3 separate regions of the Sus scrofa genome follow, and all the other regions are linked to region 2. Evidence: chromatin contacts called from public Hi-C and HiChIP or PLAC-seq data. All regions are on one chromosome and are shown on one strand. Each heading gives the region's core, a stretch centred on a gene start, on an enhancer-like site or on the middle of the called end of the contact. The rest is flanking DNA. Distances are from core to core; before and after follow the strand shown.

Region 1 (3,994 bases), core at 167-2,666, 190 kb before region 2:
GCAAGTGCCTTTGAAGGAATATGCTGTTATAACACTATCAATGGAGTGTTGCTATCAGATCAGGCTGTGTCATCTTATCAAGCACAAAAGGAAAGAAAACATCTGACAAACATCATCTCCATGCTGGGCAACTTTTCCTTTGTGAGATCTTGTTCCATCCACACGCCAGCCCTGGGCGTAGGCAGTGTCTTCTCCATTTTCCAGTGTGGAAATGGAGGCTCAGAGAGGTGATCTGACTGGGCTTGGGTCGCCCAGCTTGTGAGTGGCAGAGCCTGGACACAAACCTGGCTTCTCTGTCTGCGTAAGAAGGGAATGGAAAAACATCCGTTGGAAGTACTGGGCCAAGCCTACTGAGGAAACTGGGCCCGGAAAGAGGCATTTGAATAGTAGAAAATCAACACAAATTCAACAATGATGTCTAGCTAGAGGCATCAACCATCACCCACTGCCAGGGCAGAGAGTCTATTTCTTCACTAGTAGCTGCAGGGCTTTGCACAACCAATTCATAGCAACTATTCACTCTCAACTACCTTCCTCTAAGAAGCCTCCTGGACCTTCCAAGTTTGGGCTATATGTCCCTTATTTGTTTCTGTGTAGTCCTTGTAATTGCTTAGACACCACATGCGTGTGTGCGCGCGCGTGTGTGTGTGTGTGTGTGTGTGTGTGTAAAGCCTTGAAGAATTCTGGAGGCACCTCAAGAAGGGCCTGAGAGCTATCCTTGCCTACAGAGAAGGTTGCACTGAGGGTGAGGGTGTAGACTCGTTTTTACTGGCCCTTGAGTGGAAAGGGGCCATGAGTGAAAGCTCCAGAGAGATCACTGTTAGATTCTCTTCAGGGTCAGACTGAGGTAGAACTTTCTAGTAATGAGAATCTCTCTATAAGGGGGCAGGCTGCCCTGAGACCCTGCAAGCACAGGCTGGAGAGGCAGCCACAGAGGAGACTGCACTGCAGATGGAATGGGGAGCAGATAAGACTGGACACGTCCCGACAGATGAAAGGTCTGTTGTGAAAACAAAACTCACCGCAGATTAATTTTCTACAAAGTGCTTGGCCCATCACGTGTATGAACTCATGTAATCTTGACACTGGCCTGCGAGGTAGGTGCAATCCAGTTCATGGATGAGGAAATTGGGTTCAGAGAGTTAAGTCACTGGCCCAGGAGATATTGGAAGAGCCAGGATCTAAATATGACCTGTGTCTGACCCTAGAGCTCCCCCAGGACTTAGGTGCATATAAGCTTCGCCCATGTCACCAGCACAACTTCGCTTATTTTGTTTTGTTTTCATGGGCCTCAGTTCCCCTCCAGGGTCCCTACCTCTTTGATGCCAGAAGCTGGCCAGCAGGCTAGGCCATCAGATACAGTTGGCTCTGGGAGGGTGGAGGCCTGGTCTGGGTCGTACTTTCCGGACTCGTTGGTTCCTCCTCTGCCTTCCTTTGTCTCCTTCTGGAAGGGACTCCACTGCTTGCCAGCTTGTCCCTGGACCTCTGGACACATTATGGATCCACATGACCTGGGAGGGATAAGCAGGTGACCTGAAGCATGACAGCTACAGCTAAGAGAAGGTTTCAGAAAGGTCTGTGGCTTCAGTTTCAGGCCTGATGAAAGGAAAAAAAAAATCTAAACACAAACCCAGCAGGCTGCCTGCCAGGAGTCTGTGAAACACAGTCCAAGCCAAAGCCAGTGTCGGCCAAGAGGGAAATTACAGGCCTTAAATGGGAGACTAGTCTGCAGAAAGCTCCCAGTTGTGTTTGGCATAAGTTTGTTTGCCTACATATGTGTTTATGTAGACGTATTTTTCAAAGTGTATCTCTTTATTATTTATGTATTTAGCCTCAAGACCCTTTTTAAAAACAATGTAGAAAGAGTACTTTAAAATACTTTAGCCCTTGATGATATTTGGGGCCACTCCATTTAGTTTAGTTAAAAGTCAGCTCATATTTACTGACAGCCTATTTTGTACCAGGCACTGTGCTCGGCGCTGGAGGTCTGGGGATGCAAAAGGCAGTTCCCTACCCCAAAGCAGCTCAGTGTCCAAAATAAGAAAAAGAAACGTGCACAAGTAAAGATCTCAGAATACCGTTGGAGACAAGGTCTCTCAGTTAAGTGTAGCTGGGACCCAAAGGACGGTGGAGAGGGGGTCTAGCAGGTTCTCACAGGCAGACAAAAGTGGAGGGGCCCTGGCTTGGCTGTATTCATTCATGGAGGTGTATGAGTCAGCTATTGCTGCAATAATGCTAGGTAACAAGCCACCCAAGACTCAGTCACTTACAACTATAAGAATTTTTTCTTGGGAGTTCCTTTTATGGCTCAGTGGTTAACAAACCTGATTAGGATCCATGAAGATACGGGTTCAATCCCTGGCCTCACTCAGTGGGTTAAGGATCTGGCATTGTCCTGAGCTGTGGCGTAGGTCACAGACACTGCTCAGATCCCACGTTGCTGTGGCTGTGTAGGCTGGCACCTATAGCTCTGATTCAACCCCTAGCCTGGGAACTTCCATATGCCATGGGGGTGACCCTAAAAAAGCAAAAAATAAAAATAAAATAAAATAAAAAATTTTTTTCTTCTCACTCTTGGGTTTGTGGGTTGGCTGGGTAGCTTGGGTTCCAGCTTCAGCTTAACTGGGGCTGTGGGTCAGGTGTGGGTCTGTTGCATTTGTCTCATCCTGTGAGCTAGGGTGAAAGGTAGCCTCTGGTTACTCCTTGCATGGTAAATGAGCAAGTAAGCAGACAAAAATGTAATGAAACAGGTAATACCTCTTAAAATTTCAGCCCAGAACTGCCATGCCGTCATTTCCCCCTTTTGCCCATCATTCCTTTGCCCATGATAAAGCCCAATATCACTGGACAGGAGAATGTATTTGCTCAGTCTAATGGGAAGCCCTACAAAGTCAAATGAAAAGTGTAAAATTCTAACATAAGGAGAGAAGGGAAAATTGGAGAAAGGTCCTGGGCTTCACAAGGAGACTTAATTTCAAATTTGAGTTACGCTTAACTGCTTTGGAAACTAGAGAAATCACTTAACTTTTCTGAATCTCTTTCCTTCTTACATACTGAGTGCTTACAATATACTGGTCACTGAGCTAAGTATTTTATGAATGTTGTGTTTGTAAGGTAGGTAAGGTAGATAGATGTTCAGCCCCAATTAAATGGAGGAGAAAACTGAGATTGACGGAGGTATGTGACTTGCCCAAAGTCACATGCATTCAGAGTTTCATACCATGTTTCTCTGAGCCACCTCTTCTTACTTGAAAGAAGGTGTGTATCCTCTCTGCCATGTAAAGGGTGCTTGTTTCAGGTGAATTTCTGTCTTCTTTCACCTTATAGAATCCTGGAACCCCCAGGTCACTGGACTTTTGCTTTCTGGTGAACTTCAACCAAGGGATAACCAGCTGATGTGACTGGCCACCACCACCCTAGTTTCAAAGTTCATTGTGGTTAAAAAAAAAAGTAAGAGCTATTCTTAGCAGCGATTGGAGGGTGATCTCACTTCCCAGTCACGAGTCTTCGGGAGGAAGGACACTTGAAGCAAAGCCTGGACAGTGTTGATGGTGCAACGTGTTTGGTGCAGAGGCAGATTTCGTAATTGCCATGCCTGTCAGGTGATGCCTTGGCCTCTGTTCCCCGGATATCTTTCCACTCTGGGGCCAGCTGTTCTGACATCGCTGGGGAGGGACAGGTGGCAGCTTCTCTTTTGCAAGACTTGATTCATGTGGCATGGAAGATACGAGCAAGAGCAAATCTTGGATCAGACAGACCCTATTTGAATCAAGGTTGTGCTTCTCTCTCTCTGGGTAGCCTTGCTCTCGGCAAAGCTGTTCCCTTTGCTTGCTTAACACCCCCACCCCTGACTTCTCAGAGTTAGCTCTCTCTGCCTAAATGTCCCCTCATTCACAAGGTCTTCTCTGACCCTCTCCAGCTCTATGCTCCCTTAACACCCTGGACACTCAGGCCTGGCACTCAGGCTTTCCTATTTACTCGCTTATTTGGCTAT
Region 2 (3,695 bases), core at 462-2,961:
AGGGGTGGTCCAAAATTCATATGAAGCTGAGAAAGACTAAGGAAGGGTGCAAAAATGCATGAGTGAAACATCCACCATGTCCCAGGAACTGTGTTACGTGCCTGGGGCCATAGTCTCAGTTCATTCTCACGATATCCTTCCTCGGACAGAGGAAGACACTTGGGCTTGGAAAGGTGACATAACTTGCCTAAGATCACATGGCCAGACAGTAAAGGGGGAATCAGAATTTGAACTCTGGTCTAGTGATCCTAAAGCTTTGTTATGACACTTACACTCTGCTGCCATCAGAACCATTCCTAAGATCGCTTTCTGCTGGAGGTGGCGTAGAGGCTGAGTACAAAATAACATGGCATCAGTCCTGAAGGCTGTGTCACTGATGATGTTCTCCTCCCTATGCTGCCCAACTAGATGGGATGCTGCTCTCTGGCATAGATAAAACCATCCTTGGGTAAGCTGAATATCTTGTCATCACCCCAGTTATTTTATTTTTTTGGATGCATCTGTGGCATGTTGAAGTTCCCGGGCCAGGGATTGAACTCATGCCACAGCAGCAACCTGAGCCACAGCAGTGACAATGCTGGATCCTTAACCCATTAGGCCACCAGAGAACTCTTCACCCCAGTTATTTTAAATCCATGTTCTCTCCACAGTACTTTTGTTGTGCCCTAGGCAGTACCTTGCAGTTTAGTCTGAGCTCAGTTCTTTCTTTGCCTTATTTACAAAAATGACAGAATGTGCAAGATGCTCTCCAATTCCTGGATCATAGATCTTTCCTTTGATGCAGAAGTTGGATTGTTGTTACCTTATAGATCTTTGAAATTTCCTGTTTTCCATGGACAGGTTCAGAACAATCCCTTCCCCTTTCCACCTTCCTATAATTCTTTTAGAGTCTCATGAGATTATTAAATACCCTTCATTTGGTGAGGACAGGTTATCTGGTACTTCATGTCTGGTAGGCTCTAGGAAGAGAAGAAAATTCTGACATTCCACAAAATGGAATCAGAGGACCTGCGTTTGAGTCCCCTTTCTGCCACCAACTAGCCTGTGACCTTGGGGGAGTCAGTGGACATTTCTCCATGTGCCAAATAAGAGGTCAGACAAACTCCACCTAAAGGTGACTTTCCTCTCCGACATAAACGACAGCAACATCTTCTCAGATCCACCTCTTAGAGTAATGACAGTAAAAACAAAAATAAACAAATGGGACTTAATTAAACTTAAAAGTTTCTGCACAGCAAAGGAAACCCTAAACAAAACGAAAAGACAACTCACAGAATGGGAGAAAATCTTTGCAAATGAATCGACTGACAAGGGATTAATCTCCAAAATTGATAAACACCTTCTGCAGCTCAATACCAAAAAAAAAAAAAAAAGTGTCCTTCAATGCTAAGATTTTTACTAGAAGCCGTCCATCTAGTACACAAAATTTCACTTCCCGTTTGAAAGTTCAGATTGTTCAACTTGCTAATCACTTCCGAATGGACAGTGTTACCTCTCAGATTGATGCAGATTCAATCTCCTCACCTTGAGCTTTTGGTTTTTCTACCTTACGTGCGCCTTGAGTTCTGAGAAGGCAATCTATGAGTCTTTACAGAGCTGTCTTCCTTTCTCCTAATGGGTAGGATGCCAGATGAAGGCCAAATACAGATGATGGTGGTGACAGTGCAGAAAGTAAACAAGTTAAGTGATACCTTTAAAGAACTGAAGTCAACGGTTGCCTGGGTCAGGCTGCCCTCTCTATGACTACATTTCACTGTGCTTTGGCCACAGTGGATGATGGTGTAATAGCAAGGGCATGGCCTTTGTATATGGTTCTGGAACTTAAGGAGCTACATGAACTTGGGAATGGGAGAAAATAATTACAAATTATATATCTGGATATATAAAGAATTTTTGCATTTCAATAATAAAAAGACAAATAACCCAATTACAAAATGGGCAAATGGATTAGGAGGATGTGGTAATATATACACAATAGAATACTACTCAGTCATAAAAAACAACAAAATAATGCCATTTGCAGCAACATGGATGGAACTAGAGACTCTCATACTGAGTGAAGTAAGTCAGAAAGAGAAAAACAAATACCATGTGATAGCACTTACATCTGGAATCTAATATATGGCACAAATGAACCTTTCCACAGAAAGGAAAATCAGGGACTTGGAGAACAGACTTGTGGTTGCCAAGGGGGAGGAGGAGGGAGTGGGATGGATTAGGAGCTTGGGGTTAATAGATGCAGACTATTGCCTTTGGAATGGATTAGCAATGAGAGCCTGCTGTGTAGCACTGGGAACTATGTCTAGTCACTTATGATGGAACATGATAATGTGAGAAAAAAGAATGTACACATGTAAAAAAAAATGGGGAAATGGGGATCTGAATAGATATTTCTCTAAGCAGTCCCCCCTTATTCATTGAGGATACCATCCAAGACCCACAATGGATACCTGAAATCACAGATAGTACTGAACACTATGCATACTATGTTTTTCTTACACATGTACAGTTATGATAAAGTTTAATTTATAAATTAGGCACAGTAAGAAATTAACAATAACAAACAATAACATAAAACAATTATAACAATGTACCATAAGAAAAGTTATGTGAACGTGGGCTCTCTCTCTCTCTGGCTCCCTCTCAACATTATTGTACTGTACTCACCCTTCTTCTTGTGATGACGTGAGATGATAAAATGCTTGCAAGATGAGATGAAGTGAGGAGAGTGACGTGGCCATTGTGACGTAGGGTTAGGTTACTGTAGGCCTTCCGATGATAGTCAGAAGGAGGATCTTCCGTCTCAGGTGATCGTGGATCACTGAGCCATGATGATGGTGATGCTTGGATGTCAGGAGCAGACGACATGGGAGGTTGGTGATCCTGGGTGGGAAGAAACAGGGCTGCCTGAGACGTCATCGTGGTGCTCAGAACAATGTACAATTTAAAATTTATGAACTGTTTATTTCTGGAATTTCCCATTCAGTATCTTCAGATCATGGTTGACTATGGGTAACCAAAACCGCAGAAAGTGAAACTGAGGATAAGAAGGGATCTATGGTATAAAGGGCCAACAAGCACATGAAAAAATGCTTAACATCCTTAGCAATCAAGGAAATGCTAAAAAAAAAAACAAGGACAGAATTATAATTAGGGCAGTAAAAATACTTTGTATGATACTATAATGATGGATATATATCACTTTACATTTGTCCAAACTCACAGAATATACAACACCAAGAATGAATCCTAAGGTAAACTGGAATTTGAGTGATTATTATGCATCAATATAGGCTTATCAATTGCAGCATATGTACCATTTTGGTAGTGGAGGTTAATCATAGGGGATTTATACATATCTGGGGGTGGGGATAATATGGGAAATTATATTTTCCTCTCAATATTCAGAACCTAAAGCTGCTCTAAAAATGAAGTCCTTAAAATTTTAAAATTTAATTTAAAATTCAAAAATTAAAATAGGTCAATAAAAATAATAAAAAGCCTTGGGGAAGATGTGGAGAAATTAGAATCCTTTTACACTGCCAGTGGGAATATAAAATAGTGCAACCACTGAGGAAACCAGTCTGGCAGTTTCTTAAAAGGTTCAATATATGTTACCATACAACCCTGAAATGATTCTCTTAGGTATATACCGAAGAGAAATGAAAATATATGTCTACTTGTATATGAATGTT
Region 3 (3,584 bases), core at 878-3,377, 240 kb after region 2:
CCTTCATTTGTTTCTCTGCAAAGGAGAGTAACCTGCTTGTCCAGGCTACCCACCCCTCCAGAGTTATTTTAAGAGTAGAATAAGATAATCTGTGCAACACCCAGTATGATGTAATATTAGTGTACCTTTTGCACCCAAGGAGACTACAGCATCCACATTCACGAGCACTGGATTGTAAACTCAGTTAAGACAGACTCTGAGAGTTTGTGTTATGGCTCAGAGGGTTAAGAATCTGACTAGTATCCATGAAGATGTAGGTTCGATCCCTGGCCTCGCTCAGTGAGTTAAGGATCCAGTGTTGCCATGAGCTATGGTGTAGGTTGCAGATGTGTCTTGGGTCCAGAGTTGCTGTGGCTGTGGCGTAGGCCGGCTCTCATTCAACCCCTAGCCTGGGACTTTCATATGCTGAGGGCACAGCCTTACTAAGGGAAGGAAAAAAAAGTCACAGACTCTGTGTGTGTCTTTTTCTCCTGGTTATCAGGATCTAGAAAGTATTCAATACGAAGAAAAGTTAGAAAATGAGACCCTGTGGTCCATTGCCCCAGTGGGGGGGGCTGGAGAGGGGATTAGGGAGTTACTGTGTGGTTTACAGGTCACATTTCTGACACATGTTCCAAGCCACATTTTTAAGAGTTCACCCAGTCACATCCTGAGTGGACTCCAGGAAGCTGGGGGAGCATCTCTAGCCTGAAGGCATCCACAGTCACGTATCTCAAAATCTCTATATCTGCTGAACAAAATGTCTTTGGGCCAACTCACATCTTCAGGCAACCATTTGTGACTCCTGATTGACAGAGACCCTAGGATTAACACTGGAACAGGTGCTGGGCCGGTAAAGGTGAGGAGCTCAGAATCCAGTCGCAGAGACAGACAGGGAAAGAACAGTGAGGAAGTGAGAACGGCTCAGGTGTATGGAGCGCTTAGCCATGCCCTGTTCCTGCAAATGACGGCAACTTGTATTCAAGAGCCCAGTGTGAGGCAGGGGGTGTTATTGCCCCTGTGGATGAGGACAGTTAAGATGCCAGGAGGTTGAGTAACGTGCCCAAGGTCATGAAGCCGGTAGCTGGCGGGTGATGAAGTGTGCTCTGCGCAGTGGAGAAAGGAAGGACAGAAGCCCCTTCCGGATCTCACTCCTTCACTCAGGTCTCCTTCCTGCCCATCCTCCACAGAGCAGCCTAAGTGACCTTACAGTGTCACTGAGATCAGGCCATTCATCAGCCTCTGTTGCTCATGCAGTAACATGCCCCCTCCAAGGAGGCCCTGTGCCATCAGGATGCCGCCTCCCTAGCCAGCCTGGCCCTGTGCCTCAGGCTCTGTGCTCAGCTCCACGTGCTCAGCTGCCCAGGCCTTTGCAGTCACTCTGCCCAAGTCTCTCCTTGTTCTGAAGGACCTTTGTCGTTCCTCAGGCCTCAGATCCAGGGTCTTCTCCTCAGAGGTCCACCCTGCCTATCCTGCCCCAAGGCAGCCTCCCAGGTCACTCTCCTCCTCGTCACCCTGCTGGTTTCCTCCCTGGCGTATTTGCCAAGCTGACGCCCCCACTGGGATGTAAGTTCCAAGAATGGCAGGACCTGTTCTGTTCCCTGTCCCGTCGCATTGGTGACATGTGGCTGGCACAGAGTAGACGCAAAATACAAGCATGTTTGTGAGGGAGATCCTGTTGTGGCTCAGCAGTAAGGAGCCCGACCAGTATCCATGAGGATGCGGGTTTGATTCCTGGCCCCACTCAGTGGGTTAAAGGATCTGACATTGGTATGAGCTGTGGTATAGGTCACAGACGCAGCCTGGATCTGGCGTGGCTGTGGCTGTGGCTGTGGCTGGCAGATGCAGCTCCAATTCAACCCCTAGCCTGGGAACTTCTATATGCTACAGGTGTGGCCCTAAAAAGCAAAAAAAAAAAAAAAGAAAAGAAAAGGCAAGGACATATTTTATTGGTGGATCAAAGGAGGCACTGTGACCCACCCAATGTCATAGAAGTAACAGTGACAGGAGCTGAACCTTACACTCATCAGGACAGCGCCTTGCCTGAAACGCATTGCCTCCCCACTGTTCTCAGGTCAGAGTCCCCAGCGCTTGGCCTGGGCCATAGACCTTGATGACCAGCCCCTGCAGCCTCACGGCCCCGGTTCTCTGCACACCCTCCCCAACTGCTTTGGCCACACTGACTTCTCCACAGCGCACATTCCAGGCCACCTTCTGCTGGTCCAGCCCTTTTCCTGTTCTTTTCCCACAGCTCTCACTATCCTTCTGGTTTCAGCTTAAACCTTCCTTCCCTGGGAATCTGTCCCCGAGCCCCTGGCCCAGATGAGATGCCGCTCAAGGGCCCTTCATTGGATTGAGCACCCAGACAGTTCTGTGATTTACTCTCTGGTTTCTGGCTGTCCTGCCTTGCCTGCAGGAGAGGCAGCCTATTCATCTCAGCCAGCTCTGTGTACCCTGGGCCAACTCCTGGGCCCGTTAGGTGGCAGATGCTAAATAAACACTCGTCAAGGGACTGAGCACGGAAATGGACAGGTGTAGAGTGAGTGAGTGAAGAACTCCTAAATCTACTGTACCTCCCCCTTCTCTGGGGAGGCTCACAGGGTAAGATTCCCTAGCCTTTCGCGGATGTCTGCCTGGTTCTGGGAACCAGGAGAGGTTGAGTGACAGGAATAAGGAGGTTTGTGTTGGTCTCGTCTCAGCCTGGGCAAGGGAAGAGCTTTGGCTCTGAATGTTATAACCAAAACTAAAATTAGTCGTCTGTTGACCGCTGCCTAAGGCCACTGTTCTTGGAGAAAGGTCAAGAGAAACTGGACAGGAGGTGGGTGTTTACAAGATCTGTCCCAACTAGCCCATGATACGGCACCACAAGCCCTCATTTCCCTGACCCCTCGTTAATCAGAGCTGAAGAGGCAACTTCAGACATGGGTTTTATCTTGGAAGAAGGATCCAGAGCTCAGGATGACATCCTGAAGGCTTTGCTCTCCTCCTCTTCCTTGCTTAGTCTCTCACCAAGGTTATTCCATCTTCTTAGAACCTTCTCTTCATCCTTCTGGGGGAGGGGGTAGGCGGGGACAGTGGGGATCAGAGTATCATTGTTGCCTTAGGAGCCCAGTGCTTTAATTTGGCAAGATCCTGTTGTGGCTCAGTGGAAATGAACCCGACTAGTATCCATGAGGATGGGGGTTTGATCCCTGGCCTCTCTTAGTGGGTTAAGTATCTGGCATTGCTATGAGTTGTGATTAGGTCACAGGCGAGGCTCAGATCCCGCCATTGCTATGGCTGTGGTGTAGGCTGGAAGCTGCAGCTCCGTTTCCATCCCTAGCCTGGGAGCTTCCATAGGCAGCACTTGTGGTCCTTAAAAGGAAGGAAAAAAAAAAAAAAAACTTGCATCACATCCACCAGGTGGGATGTTCTTCTGAATTGGTGGTAGGCAGCCAGTTCTGTACAGAGATATAATCAGAAGAGAAAAGTGTCAGGGCAGAAATAATCCTGTTTTTGCCTTAAGAACAATGACCTCTGCCACACCCCCAGTGGACCTTCTCTGTAGGCCAGGCTCTGGCCAAGCACATGGTCTGTGCCAGCCTGGGCTGCTGGCCTGTTCTCCA

What was found. A called contact is a pair of places that touch in the nucleus more often than the background predicts. HiChIP or PLAC-seq counts read pairs in DNA pulled down with a chosen protein or histone mark.
Region 1: a Hi-C map of skeletal muscle shows a contact between it and region 2, with 6 times the contacts expected there. The contact joins two enhancer-like sites. A contact is called at or near these places in 1 of 47 Hi-C or Micro-C datasets (skeletal muscle) and 1 of 2 datasets of contacts at active chromatin or transcription factors (skeletal muscle).
Region 3: a contact with region 2 is called in an H3K27ac HiChIP or PLAC-seq map of skeletal muscle. The contact joins two enhancer-like sites. A contact is called at or near these places in 1 of 47 Hi-C or Micro-C datasets (skeletal muscle) and 1 of 2 datasets of contacts at active chromatin or transcription factors (skeletal muscle).

The regions. Positions count from the first base shown.
Region 1 is chr6:153,505,068-153,509,061 of Sscrofa11.1, reverse strand. No RefSeq gene overlaps it. Among named protein-coding and RNA genes, the nearest start is that of JUN, 180 kb to the left of the region's middle. Within about 2 kb of position 1,416, at least 28 of the 83 cell types and tissues checked have an H3K27ac peak or open chromatin away from gene starts, as enhancers often do. A contact at or near this core is called in skeletal muscle, where this site is marked.
Region 2 is chr6:153,316,522-153,320,216 of Sscrofa11.1, reverse strand. It overlaps LOC102165506 (a long non-coding RNA gene), which reads right to left. Exons shown (of 4, transcript XR_002345481.1): 3 at 2,668-2,883. Among named protein-coding and RNA genes, the nearest start is that of FGGY, 110 kb to the right of the region's middle. Within about 2 kb of position 1,711, at least 1 of the 83 cell types and tissues checked has an H3K27ac peak or open chromatin away from gene starts, as enhancers often do. A contact at or near this core is called in skeletal muscle, where this site is marked.
Region 3 is chr6:153,072,139-153,075,722 of Sscrofa11.1, reverse strand. All of the region lies in intron 5 of FGGY (FGGY carbohydrate kinase domain-containing protein), which reads left to right. Among named protein-coding and RNA genes, the nearest start is that of FGGY, 140 kb to the left of the region's middle. Within about 2 kb of position 2,127, at least 8 of the 83 cell types and tissues checked have an H3K27ac peak or open chromatin away from gene starts, as enhancers often do. A contact at or near this core is called in skeletal muscle, where this site is marked.